Linked DNA regions of Mus musculus: region 2 is linked to region 1. The links are chromatin contacts, called in public promoter capture Hi-C maps. All regions are on one chromosome and are shown on one strand. The core of a region is the stretch at or near the end of the contact, and the rest is flanking DNA. Distances in the headings are between cores, read along the strand shown. Region 1 holds the start of Sparc (secreted acidic cysteine rich glycoprotein). Region 2 holds the start of Tnip1 (TNFAIP3 interacting protein 1).

Region 1 (6,677 bases), core at 3,063-5,562:
AGAGAGAGACAGACAGAGGCAGAAACAGAGAGATGGAAGGAAAGGTGTCTTCAGTGACCGATAGTATATTTAAAGGTTTGCATCCTTGATGGTTTGTCTGTATAGATGACAAATGGCCAGATTTGTCATCTGCTAGTAGGTGAGGATTGGAGTTTTCATACTCACAAGATGTACCTGGGGGAAGGGAATGGTAGCTGGAGAAATGACTCAGCCATTAAGAGTGCTTACAGCTGCCGGGTGTGGTGGCGCACGCCTTTAATCCCAGCACTTGGGAGGCAGAGGCAGGCGGATTTCTGAGTTCGAGGCCAGCCTGGTCTACAAAGTGAGTTCCAGGACAGCCAGAGCAATACAGAGAAATCCTGTCTCGAAAAACCAAAAAAAAAAAAAAAAAAAAAAAAAGAGTGCTTACAGCTTTATCAGAGACTGCCACGTTCAGTTTCCAGCACCCAAGTTGGGCAGCTTACAGCCACCTGTATGTAACTCTAGATCTAGAGACTTAGATGCCCCCTCCTGACCTCTGAAGGCATCCACATGCATTGTGCTTATATATACATATATTCACATAAATAAAACCTGGTTGTTGTTATTGTTGTTGTTTTGTTTTGTTTTGAAACATGGTTTCTCTGTGTAGCCCTGGCTGTGCTGGAACTTGCTCTGTAGGCCAGGCCGGCCTCAAACTCACCGAGATCTGCCCTCCTCTGCTGGGATTAAAAGTGTGTGCCACCACCACCCAGCTCAAATTAAAAAAAATATATTGTTAAAATATTTTTTAAGATGTACTTAAAGAATCTCTCTCCCTCTGTGTGGTGTGTGTGCGTGTACATGCGTGCGTGTGTGAGAATATCACTGGAAAAAGAATGTGAGGGTGTGGCCACATCCTGCACTTATTTTTAGCTAGGCTGGTGGTAAAATCTACATATTTAAACTCTGTGCCCCATGTGTTCGCATTTGCCAGTTTATCTCCCCAGACTCATCTGCTGGCCTAAAAGACTTCCACAGGCAAACATGCTTTGCCTCGTATCCTCTGCTGCTTAAAGCTTATTTTCAACACGGAAAGCTGCCGCTGGAAATAGCAAGCCCAGCTGTGCATTGGGCTGCAGAGCCCACAGCTGGATTGAGGATAGTGCCTCCCGAGCCTTCTTCCTATTTCCTCTCCTAAATCAAGAAAGGAGGCTGCTGTTAAACATGCAGGATGCTGCTCCTTCTAAGGAAACCAGTGACTGGGACTGGGTTCATTCAGAGAACATCTAGCTCAGATCATCCCCACCTGACAGATTGGGAAACTGAGGCTAAGACAGGTTAGCGTCTTTCCCAATGTCACCATTGAGCTGTAACCCATGCTTTTGACCAATACCCTCCCTCTCTTCCTTCCTTCCTTCCTTCCTTCCTTCCTTCCTTCCTTCCTTCCTTCCATGTCTGTGTGTGATGTATATATGGTGTGTGTGTGTGTGTGTGTGTGTGTGTGTGTGTGTGTGTGTATGTGTGTAAGCCAGAAGTCAATGTCTTTTTCAGTTGTTCTTTACCTTTTCTTTGTTTTTCTGAGACAAGATCTTTCTCCAAATCCCTCAGTAGTCTGGAATTCACTTATATAGACCAGGCTGGTCTCTACCTCCCAAAGACCAGCCTGCCTCTCCCTCCTAAGTGCTGAGATTAAAGGCGAGTGCCACTAAACCCCACTACCTTATATTTTGAGACAGGGTCTCTTACTAACCCGAAGCTAATGAGTCAGCCAAGTGAGCTCTACAGACTGGCCTGTTTCTGGTAGCACTGGGATTAGAGACATGGGTCACCACACCTGGCTCCCCAGGTGGGGGGTAAGGAAAAAACCTGGCGTCCTCAGGCTGATGCAGCAAGCACTTGATCACCAGTCTTTCTCTAGGGGAGGATGCATTACTCTTGAGAAACTGACAAGAAGATCCCCCAAATTGAAATGAATTTAAGCAATGTATTTTTAAAAATATTCCTGTCACCACTTTTTACTAAGAAGATGTTCTCTGGACCCCAAATGTTGGAGCAGCCAGAAGAAAAAGGACTTTGAACAATCCCCTTTGTGCTAAGAATCTTAGTCTCTTTAGAAGGGAGTGAGGTTGCAAAGTGCTCCCCCAGGGCATGCTTTAGCCCGTTTCATCCTGCCCCTTCTCCGAGGGACTGCTGCTTTTACCCGAAATAGGGAGGAAACCGGAGTTCCGGAAGACAGATTAGTTCAAGGCCAAATGACACTAAGCACAGATCCAAACCCTCTGTCCTGCAAAGGGCAGATCTAGCGAGGCTTATCACAGTCCTGGGGGCCCTGGGACGTGGGAAATGGGGACAGGGCAAGAGTTTGCTGTGGTCCTTGTATCTGGGGCAGGGGTGAGGTGCGGTGGCGGCAGCCGTGGCAGCGGTTTGGGGGGACTGGAACCTAAAGGTCCCTGAGCGTTCCCAGAGTCCCCTCCCAGCCAGTACGCAGAGACCCTAGGGTGGGGGGGTGGGGGAGGTTGCCGTGGCAACTCGCATTCCTCTCGGAGTGAGTCACGGGAGAGAAGAGCCTCTTGGTGGGTGGGGCTTGGAGAAAGTTTCAAAAGCTGACTCCTTCTCCCAGAGCCACCCCACCCCCTCCCCCTCCCTCAGTGCCGCTCTGTCGATGTGGCAGCCGATGGCTAAGTTAACCAGAGTTAACTCTTCCCTCAACCACTTCTTTCAGGTTTAATCCTTGGCAAATACAAATTTGTTTCTATTTCCGAATTACACCTTACACCGTCACACCATTCTGGGGGTCTGCATCTGTTTGGGAATATCTTAAACCTAAAAGCTGTGGACACCCATCATCTCTTAAACACAAACAGAAACACTCATGCACGCGCACTCACATACACACACTAATTCCAGAGACTCTTTGAAGTTGCTTATTCGTAGACCACTTTATAGGCTCAATTAAGTGACCCTGCTTGGGAAGTCTTAGGGGAATTCGGGTACCCCAAAAGCTATCCCTCTTCCTTAGGACAGGAAGGCTACACTCAGGGGAGATGGCTATGTGAGATCGCCCACAAATTGCCTAAAGCTTGTTACCTCATGTAGGGTCCGCATCTCACTCCACTCCCTACACTAGGAAGGTTCTAGAAACTTAAAAGAGTTGTCAGTGGAGACACTCCCTCCCTGCAGGTGTGCTGTCTGTCCCTGAGGCAGATGCCTGATACCTGTTTGTCCCCCTTAGGTGAGGCTTATTTCCAGCCATTCTAGGAGTCACAGGAAGTTTACAGAACAGCTTGGAGCAGACAAGCTTTCAACAGGCTGAGTCTTGGATAGATTCAGTAGTAGCAAGAAAAGTGTCCTGGAGCTATATCTCTCTGTCTCCCTCCTCCCCATCACACCCTCCTCCCTGTCGTCTCTGGATTGTATCAAATTGTTGGCTTTCTCAGATGTCTAGATACGGTAGAAGCAATGTTAATGCCAGTGATGACCACCTCTCAGAATTAGGCTGGGAACAATGGCAACCCCAGGCTGGGAGAGACAATGGCATTTCAGACTGACTGAAATGCCACGGGGTGATGGGGTGGGGGTGGACAGAGATTGAAGGGACCAGAGCCTTCCCAGAGGAACTGACTAAAGGGAATGTCTTGCCTTGGCTGTTTACAGATCTGTTTATCCTTCTTGCAAAGTCCCATTTGGACAACAGTGCTCTGACCCAGAACTGGATGTCTGTTCTCCCAGAATAGGAAGCCAGACCCAACAGGCTGCCAGCCAGATTTTCTCTGGGTTGGCAGTCATGATGGGCAAATGAGGATCGGATTCTCAGAAAAGGAGGCAGCTGCCTCCGAGGGTGACAGAGGACAGACCAGTAGCCTCTGCCACCAGAGAACACAGAGAAAGCGGTCCCCGCAAACCATGGCTATTTTCTGCAGTGCTACAGAGACAACAAGTTCCCCTGTGAGTGAGCAACAGGTTTCCAGCTCACCTCCCCCTGAGACTGGTCATGGGGATGGGGCAGAGAGGAGATGATGAAGCTTACAGAAGGGCAGGGGCTGACAGGGAGGTGCATACCTCGGCACAGGCAGGCAGGCAGGCAGGCAGGCAGGCAGGCGGCAGAAGAGTTCTGGCGGTCTGAAGGGCTGCAGGAATGTGGAGGGGTTTAGAGGCGAGCAGCAGGAAGCCTCTTGGAGCTCTGGGCAGGGTCTGTCTCACCCTCCGCCTCCACTCAAAGGCCCTCCTCCTCCTCTGTCTCCTCCTTCCCCTGGCCTGCCTCCCCCTTCTCCCCAGAACCAAAGCTGTCTTTTCTTTCTCCCTTCCTTGCCTTGTGGTAGGCTGTGTGCTACCCAGACACCCTGGCCCCACCTGTCTCATCTGTTCTGGGGCTCCTGCCTAAACAGACATGAGGGTCAGGGCTGGAACAGCTGCTGGAATCACCTAGAACAGGCCAGGCCTTGTTCAGAGCCGAGGCTGCTGACTGAAGAGTCCTAGACATTAACCGAGAGAAGAGAGAGAGAGAGAGAGTCACAGAGGCACGGCTAAGCCCCTTGTCCTACTTTACACACAGCCAGCGAGTGAACTTGCCTGAGCACTCTCTTGGGCTTAGCAATGTACAGCAAGGCAGAGAGTGCACGCTGGCATGGCAGTGGGGGAGCAAAAGTACCCAGTTTTCTCAGTGCCAACAAAACAAGCTGCCACTGGTGATACTGGTGGCATCATCCTTGATAACGAGGCGAAGTCCCCTCTAGGTCTAGTGGCACCAACCACGGGTACGTGAAGGATTAGAACTAAGCTGGAAGACTTGCGCTGTCAGTACCTGACAAACTCAGAGCAATAATACTGATAGTCAGATCAGAAGCAATAGCAGGGTTGGTGGGGAAGCCACAGGCCTTTCATTTAGGTGTTGTTTGGTTTTGGAAGAGGTCGCACGTAGCCTGGGCTGACCACTCACTATGTAGCTGAGGATGACCTTGAACTATTGATCTTCCTACTTCTATCTACTTCCAGGGTGCTAGGATTACATGTGTGTGCTACCTACCATGACTATTTTATTTAGTGCTGAGGATTGACCTCGGGGCCGGGGGGGGGGCAGGGGGGGGTGTTAATGATTGTTAAGCAAGCATGCTACCAATGAAGCTGCATTTGCAGCCCAGACAGACACACCAGAAGAGGACATCGGACCCCATTACAGATGGTTGTGTGCCACCATGTGGTCGCTGGGAATTGAACTCAGGACCTCTGGAAGAGCAGTCAGTGCTCTTACCCGCTGAGCCATCTCTCCGGTCCCAAGAGGCCATTTTAATAACAGGGGCACAGGCTCACGCAGGGCAAACAGCTTACCCAGTAACACCTGACCAAAAGTGGTCTGAGAACGCTGAGTCTACATTTCAGCCCCACTCTTCTTTGGGGAACATGGACACTCCTCATCTATGCAGCAGCTCTTGACTGAACATTTTGGGCCTGCCTACCTGGGGAGGTACCAGAATAGACGTGGTGGCAGGAGTTTGGGGTGTGGCTAAAGGGATGCACCTCATGTGCAGAACCACTTCCTCAGTGATGCAGACCCCAAGGCTTCTCCCAGGGGGTCAGATCAGCAGAAACTTCCTGAAAGCGTAGATATCGAAGCAGCCATTGAGTTTGGATAACAGGGGACTGGAGAAGGTAAAAGAACAGTCTAGAGATAAGCTTATACACACCAGGATCCCTGCCTTCCCTGCCACGCCCTCATCTACCACACTCCTCCTGCTCTCCAGCCAAAGCAGTTTGGACTGGACCTTTCCTGAGCCTGGACCTTTCTCATCCTTCAGAACTCTATTCTAATGTCACCTCCTTAGATAAGCCCTCCTTGTCCACTCAACATATAAGTCTCCTTGCCTCTCTCACAGGAAGTAGACACCTCAACATCATCTCCCTCCCTCCCATACCGTATAGCACCATCTGCTGCCTTCCCTTGACAAGCAGCCCAGGAAAATGGGGGCTTTCATGCATCTGTCCGAAAGGTTTTTAGTTAGTTTTGCTTTGTTTGTAATCAGTGAGTGGCCTTCCACTATCCCGCCTGAAGAAAACAGAAGGGACTCTTTTCTTAGGGTTCCAGTCTGGGACAGAGACCCTCAGACCTCCTGAGTACCCGCACATTTTTCTGCAGAGAAGAGTTATGGCTTCCTTCAGGTTCTCTCTCCAAAGGGCCTGTGAAGAATCCTAAGGAGACTTTTGCACCTACATAAGACTCCTGAGTCTTCTCCTTGATCCAACAACTGGGAGCTTTAGGCCACCAAATTTGGGGTTCCAATAGACTCCCTAAGCATCTGCTCTGCCCATAGGACCGATGTCTATTTCCACAGGATTGCTTACTGCAGCTCTGGGCATTGAGGAGACTTAAATTAACTGAAGCCTCGTGCTTCAAACTAAGCAAAAAGAACTATACCTAGTACAGACTTTGGGTCATACCAAAGTTAGACCAAAGATAGAACAAGTTCACTTGGAGTGCAAGAGTTGGAAACCTGTTTGGGGCTGGGGATGCAGTTTGTGGGAATGCTACTGACGGTTCCTGGGAGGACAGAGATCCAGAATCTCACCGGCCAGCCAGGTGGCTCAGCAGGTAAAGATGCTTGTCACCAAGCATGAGAAGCTGAGTCCTAATCCGAAGCCCACACAGAGGAAGGGAAGACCCTACAGCTGCTGCAAGCTGTTCTTTTTCTCCTCCCCCCCCTCCCCCGGTTTACCCACTGTGG
Region 2 (6,677 bases), core at 2,020-4,519, 460 kb before region 1:
ATGTGTATGTGGGGCAGCACACAGGTGTGTGGGGGCCAGAGGTCAACCTGAGTGTCATTGCTCAGGAGCCTTCCACCTTGTATTTTGAGACAAGGTCTCTTGCTAGGACCTTTAGCTCACCAATTAGACTAGGCTGGTGCCAGCAAGCCCTGGAGATTCGCTCATCTCTATCTCCACTCCCCCTAATCCTCCACCCATGTGCTGGGTGGGACTAAAGTGTGGATCACTGCAATCGGCTTTTTCTTATGTGGGCTCTGGAGGTCAAACTCAAGTCCTCCACTTTACTGACTGAGCTATTCTATCACCCCTTCTTTACTTTTTTGAGCCAGGGTTTCATGTAGCCCAGGTTGGCCTCAAAATCACTCTCTAGTGAGGAAGACATTCAACTTCTGGTTTTCACGACTCCCTGTCCTGAGTTCTGGGATGTAGCCCCACATCTCCTTTCAACTCTCCTGGGGACTTAGCTTTGTGTGTGATAGGCTACCCTCTGCCTACTGAGCTAAGGTTCATTCCCAGGCTGGAAATAGAATTTTGAATCAAAGAAGTATGAGCCTTATTGTCTTAGAGTGGAAGATAAGGAGCCTGGGCTGGGGGAGAGTGGACCTGAGAGGTGGGGGTGGGAGCATTTAGCAATCCTGGATCTCTTCCTGGACTCTCAGCCCGAGGCAACCTCGGAACACAAAACCCTGTGTGGATTCTAGGTACTTTCTGCTCTTGGGTGTGTGATTATCAGAAAGGGAGATTTGGGTGATGGTTAACAGAGATAAGGAATGACAAACATGTGACCCTGACTGAAATGGGATTTGAGTGCTGGTGACGATTACAGACGGTGCTGGCCCACCCTACTCAAGACCCGGATTCCATCCCTAGTACCTCAGAGAACCGCCTGTGATGGCACACATTTGTAATCCCCACAGTCAAGGGGTGGAGGCTAGAGGATCAGAAACTCAAGGTCAGGCTCAGTTCCATAGGGGATTTGGGGCTAGCCTGGGATACATGAGACCCAGCCAGAAGAAAGAAGAAAGAAAAGGAAAAAATGGCATGTCAACTGGATGACTGCCCCAATCTTAGTTCTACAGAGGCAGAAGCATCAAGACCAAGAATCCAGAGCCAGCCTGGACTACATGAGACTCTGTCTCAAAGCAACCCCTTCTCATCAAATCATACACAAACAACAACAACATCAACAATGGCACTAAATTAACTGAGTCTGTAGTTTCAGCTCCCCTCAGCCTAAAAAGGCATTTTTAATTCTACCTACCTTCCTAGGCTATGAAGGCCACAGTTTTTTTCTGTGTTCATGCATCATCTTTTACATTTATTTTTATTTATTTATTTATTTATTACAAGTGTGTATCATGTGTGTATGTCTCCCTAGCACATGTCACAGCACATGTAATGGAGCTCAGAGGACTGTATGTAGGAGTCCTGTCTCTCTTACTACATGAGTCCCAGGGATTAAACTCGGGTTGTCAGACTTAGCAACAAGCTCCTTTAGCCCCTGAGCCATCTCTGCATCCCCCAGTCATCCTCTCAAGAGGAAGGAAAGCATTTGCATTCACAACTTGCCCTCTTCCCAGGACACCTCCCACCTCCTGAAGTCTGGGCTTTGATTCTGACCCTGACACTCACTCCTGGTCTGTAACCTAGCTTTCTAAGCAAGGCTATGGGGACAACAGCAGGGCCAGTTTGTGGCACACACAGAGAGAAATGGCCCTAGTGATAAGAAGCATGGTCATTGTGGTCTGGGGCAGCAGGGAGTGTGGATCTTCCTCTCTCAGGGGATCTCAGGCCTACTGCTGGGGCTCACTTTGCCTGGATCTCACTGAGAGCTGTCTGAGGAGGTGGCCTCTGGCCACGGCTGCTGGCTTCCTCGCCAGCCTTGTCCTCCTCTTTCTCCTCCCCGGCTCTTTCTCCTGTGTCCCTAACCTGCCTGTTATTCTCTGGTTTCTAGGACAATGACACCAGGGAAATTCCCAGCTCCTCATACACTGGCCCTGCCAGGCCCCTCCCACGGTCTCGAGGAGTCCTGGGTCTTTCCTTCTCTGGCTTCTCTCCCTCTGGCCCGCCTGACTCCAAATCAGAGTATCAAGCTGGCTCCAAACTGGGATCCTAGCTTGCTCCTCATCATCTTCCTGGAAGTGGGAAGAGATTAGTCCCTAAGGGAGGCAGACCCATAGGACCAGAACATTGCCCAATCCTGGGAAGCCCTACCAGGCCCCAATAGCATTTCTCTCTCAATCTACCCCATACCTTCTCATGTCTTCTAGAATCTCGCCACATTCCTCCCTCATTCTGCAGTCCAGAGGTCACTGTCAAAAGTCAGACCCAGCCTCTGGCCCTTACCTCCCCCAGCCAGGGACTTCCCTAGGCTGGCCCTCTGACCAGCTTCGGAAAAACTGGACTGCTTATTATCAAAAAAAGAAGTCCCCACCATCTGCCAGCCCTTGGCCCCACTCCCAGGGCCTCAAGTTCTCGGTGAAAGGTTCACCCTCAGAAGGAGCCAGTGGGCCTCAGAGCAAAGAAGTCTGGAGACAGGGGAGGGGTTCCTTCATTCCAGTGCTGAGGAGGGGCTCAACAGCTATTGTGTCCCCCAGGGAGCAAGATGGGTTTCCACCAACCTTCCTTGTTTGGGTTTAGACTTCCAAACTGCCCAGCTCATCCCACACCATCCCCCTCAAAATTCACATTCACACAGAGACAGACACCCAGACCATCCACAAACATAAACACTCCCATGGACCGATATATGTACCTGCTCCTGGGAGCCTGACACAAATGCAAACATGTCCTCTCACACACAAGAAAATATGGGAACAAGAAAGAGAAAAGTCCCCTTCACCCCTCAGAGAGAGGGATAGTACAGAAAAAGAGAAAGTCTCTCTTTCCTTCCCTTTGGAAAAGTTGCAGACATTCGGAGAGAAGATTGGTCAGAACAAGTACGAGGGAGAGAGACAGAGGTCAGAGGGCAAAGGAGGCTCAGGGAAGAACAGAGACACAGAATTCAAGGCCCTAGGTGGGCCCACCAAGCTAGGCTGGGGAGCAAAAGACCCCAGCTGGCAGAGAAGAGGAGGCCAAGCAGTTACTGACACACAGCTGGGAAGGTCTGGTGGCCTTGACATTACCGTGTGACGCTCCTGGAATCTGCCTTGTCACACCTACCTTCAGCCCAGGTCACTCATCCGAGAATGCACGAGGTGATCTGAAGATGTGCCCAGTGAGTGCGGCCATGCCTCCCTGTGTCCCTGTGAAGGTTGCTGGGCTTTCTGAGCTTCTGCAGGAAGGAGGGCTGGGCGGAGCTGACTCTGAGGCAGGAGGGGAATTCCCCCATGATGGAGAAGCCAGCCACCAGGCAGCCCCACAAGGCCGAGCTGAGGCCCCATCCCGCCTCTGGCAGAGCAGAGGGCCCTTTGCCAGCCTCCACCTGTTGCTCCCCAGGCTGCCTGTCACTTGTGGTAGATTCCAGGAAGGGGAGGGGGCTCTGGAGAAGAGCTGAGAGCCTGCTGGCTCCTGAGCTGGGCTGGGAATCAAGCAAAGGCAGGTACAAGGACACAGGCCACCTGGGCTGCCCTGCTGGGATGGCCTGGAGATATATGTTTCCTCTTTTGTTCAAAGTGGGGGATTCCAGTGTGCGTGGCCTTGGGGAAATCTCCAGGCATCCTGCTCACGTCCTCCTGTCTTGTTCCTGCCTCATCTGCTCCCAAGCATCCTCTCCAGAGGAGGAAAAGTTTCTCATTCTTCCCCAGATGCTGAGTCTTGCTGAGTCTCACTTGGATGTCCAGCCACACTTGGAAACCCTTGGCCCGTTCTGAACCTGCCAGCTGCAGTCTGAGCATGCCACTTCCTCCTGAGCTTTGTGTGATGGTTATTCTCTATGATCAACTTCACTGGATTTAGAAGTCTCGAGGAGATACACCTGGGGTGTGCCTGTAAGGCCTTTTCCAGAGAGGTTTTCCAAAAGAGGGAAGACCCACCTTGAATGTGGACAGCACTGTCCGGGGAGGCTGGGGTTCCAGACTGAATGAAAAGTGGGGATCAGGAGAGGGTTGTTCAAGCACTGTTTTCTGCTTTCTCTGCTCTTCCTGATCCACTAGATGTGAGCGAGCCCCCGGATGCACTTGCCACCACAGCTTAGAGCCACTCCCACACTGCCAGGCCTTCCTACCAGAGTGGACTGTATCACCTCAAACTGGGAGCCAACATAAACCCCTCCTCTAAGATGCTGCTTGTCAGTCTTTTGTCACAACAAATGACTGCTCACACATGCACGTGTCACTGACCCCCATCTCACTCACTGTCACACCCACTGCAAAGTGGGAAACTGAGTCTTGCTCTGTCTGCTTTCTGCAACTGTACCAGAAGCCAAAAGATGCTTTGTCGACACCCCTTGTAAACCACTGACTACATATATAAAGTTACCCACTGCCATTCACTACCTGCCACAAAAATGTCTGAGGAGATAGGAAGAGGCCACCTGGGTGAGAGAGGCTTTCTTGATTATCCCTAGTTCAGGACTGTCCTATCCAACTGAGTGACCATTATCCACATATGGTGGATCAAATGTAAATTAACTAAACCTAAATAAAAGCAATAATTGAGGAAATGAGGAAATAGCTCAGTGGGTAAAGTGCTCACTGATTTTGAGCCCCAGCACCCAAATTTAAAAGTCTGGTGTAGATACACACAGGCCAGTGCTGGGGAGGCAGAGACAGGATATCTGGGATCTGTGGGTCAGCCAGTCTAGCTAAACTGATGAGCCGGAGGCAGTGAGAGAACCTGTCATAAAAAACAAGATGGTTGTCACCTAAGGAGTAACACCTGAGGTTCACTGCTGGGCTTCACGTATATGTACACACATATGCACATGTCCTACACACTCACACTCACACACACATACACACACACACACACACACACACACACACACACACACACACTCAGTTCCTTAATAGCATTAGGCACCTTTCATTGTGATGTATAGCCAGGATGACAGCTGTTCCTACATGTGACTTGAGGTTACAGGTGTGTACTACTATGCATGTGGCTTTGAGCCCTTGAAGAGTGGTCAGTGCCATGAGGAAGATGGTATGGTGTAGAAAAGAGTGCTAGACTGGGAGTCAGGAAACCCCTAACTAAATTCACTTAGAAGTCATTTCTCCTGTCTGGTCTTCAGTTTCTGAATACCACATGGGCCTACAAGTCTGTCCATTCCCTGCACCATTGCAGAGGGTGTTGTTGGATGGCACTGTTCTGGAGGCTGTGGCATATGATCAGATAGTTACAGCAAACACTGGAAAAGATGTGTTTTGTCAGGAAAAATATTGCAGGGAGCTGTAGGTACCAGGGCAGATGTCTAGTTGGGATTTGGGAGCCTGGGCAGCCTTCCTGCAGGAAGTGACTTCTCAGCTGAGACCTGAAAAAAATCAAGGAAGAACACAAAAAAGGATGTTCACCACAAAGGGAATAGACTCTGTACTGAGAAGTGTCTGCACAAAATACTGGCAACCACTCGTCCCAAGTGTGACATGGAGTTTGAAGAAGGGAGAACTAAAGATATAGGCACACATCTTGCACACAGCCCATGGCGAAGGCCGGGCACACGGAAGGGGAGCTGGGGCAGAGTTTGCTGAATTCTTTTCTCAGTGGCTTCTGTGCGCTTGAGGTCGGGATTGCCCAGGGAAGGATGGGAGAGCCTCTGACTATTGCATCACTTCACTTCCATTGCAGCAGGAAGTGAAGGCCAGACAGAGGAAGTGACTTCTCCCTGAGTAACTTGGGGCCTTCCAGACTCTTAGTCCAGTGCTCAATCCCACATCATACTCTCTTCCTCAAGGCACTGGGCACTGTCAAGAACAGGGCTGGGTGGTGCGAATCTGTAAACCCAGCATGGGGGAGGCTGAGGCAGAAGTGAGTTTGAGGTCAGTCTGGCTACATAGTGAGATCCTATCTCAAAAAATAAACAAGGGAGCTGGAGAGATAGCTCAGCAGTTAAGAGTACAGCCTGCTCTTCCAGAGGTCCTGAGTTCAAATTCCAGCAACCACATGGTGGCTCACAACCATCTGTAATGAGATCTGATGCCCTCTTCTGGTGTGTCTGAAGACAACTACAGTGTACTTATTTATAATAATAAATAAATCTTTAAAAAATAAATAAACAAAGGGACGAGAGAAGGCTCAGCAGTTAGAGCATCCATTGCTGTTGTAGAAGACAAGAGCTTAGTTCCCATCTTCCTTGTTGGTGGAAGCTTACAATTGTGTGTAACTCCAGCCCTGTGCAGATTCGACAGCCCTGGCCTCCAAAGACATGTGTGAACATGTATGAATGCAAACACACATGCACACGCGCACACACATTTAAAAATAAAGTAAAATCTTTTTTAAAAAATCAAACAGGGGGCTGGTGAGATGGCTCAGTGGGTAAGAGCACTCGACTGCTCTTCCGAAGGTCCGGAGTTCAAATCCCAGCAACCACATGGTGGCTCACAACCATCTGTAACGAGAGCTGACGCCCTCTTCTGGAGCGTCTGAAGACAGCTACAGTGTACTTACATATAATGAATAAATAAATCTTTAAAACAAACAAACAAACAAAGAGCAACAACAACAACAACAAAAATCCCCTCAAAACAGCAACAAGAAGGTTCACATAGAAGCAGCTACTATAATAGGCTGTCCAG

The links. Promoter capture Hi-C pulls out the DNA fragments that hold promoters and counts their contacts.
Region 2: a contact with region 1 is called in a promoter capture Hi-C map of stem cell-derived epiblast-like cells, with 3 times the contacts expected there. The contact joins the promoter of Tnip1 here to the promoter of Sparc in region 1. A contact is called at or near these places in 5 of 39 promoter capture datasets (the 3T3-L1 cell line, embryonic stem cells, hippocampal neurons and 1 more) and 8 of 115 datasets of contacts at active chromatin or transcription factors (embryonic stem cells, epiblast stem cells, extraembryonic endoderm stem cells and 3 more).

The regions. Positions count from the first base shown.
Region 1 is chr11:55,415,768-55,422,444 of GRCm38.p6, forward strand. It overlaps Sparc (secreted acidic cysteine rich glycoprotein), which reads right to left and starts at 4,313. Exons shown (of 10, transcript NM_009242.5): 1 at 4,021-4,313.
Region 2 is chr11:54,959,671-54,966,347 of GRCm38.p6, forward strand. Tnip1 (TNFAIP3 interacting protein 1) reads right to left here and starts at 3,270. Exons shown (of 19, transcript NM_001199275.2): 1 at 3,163-3,270.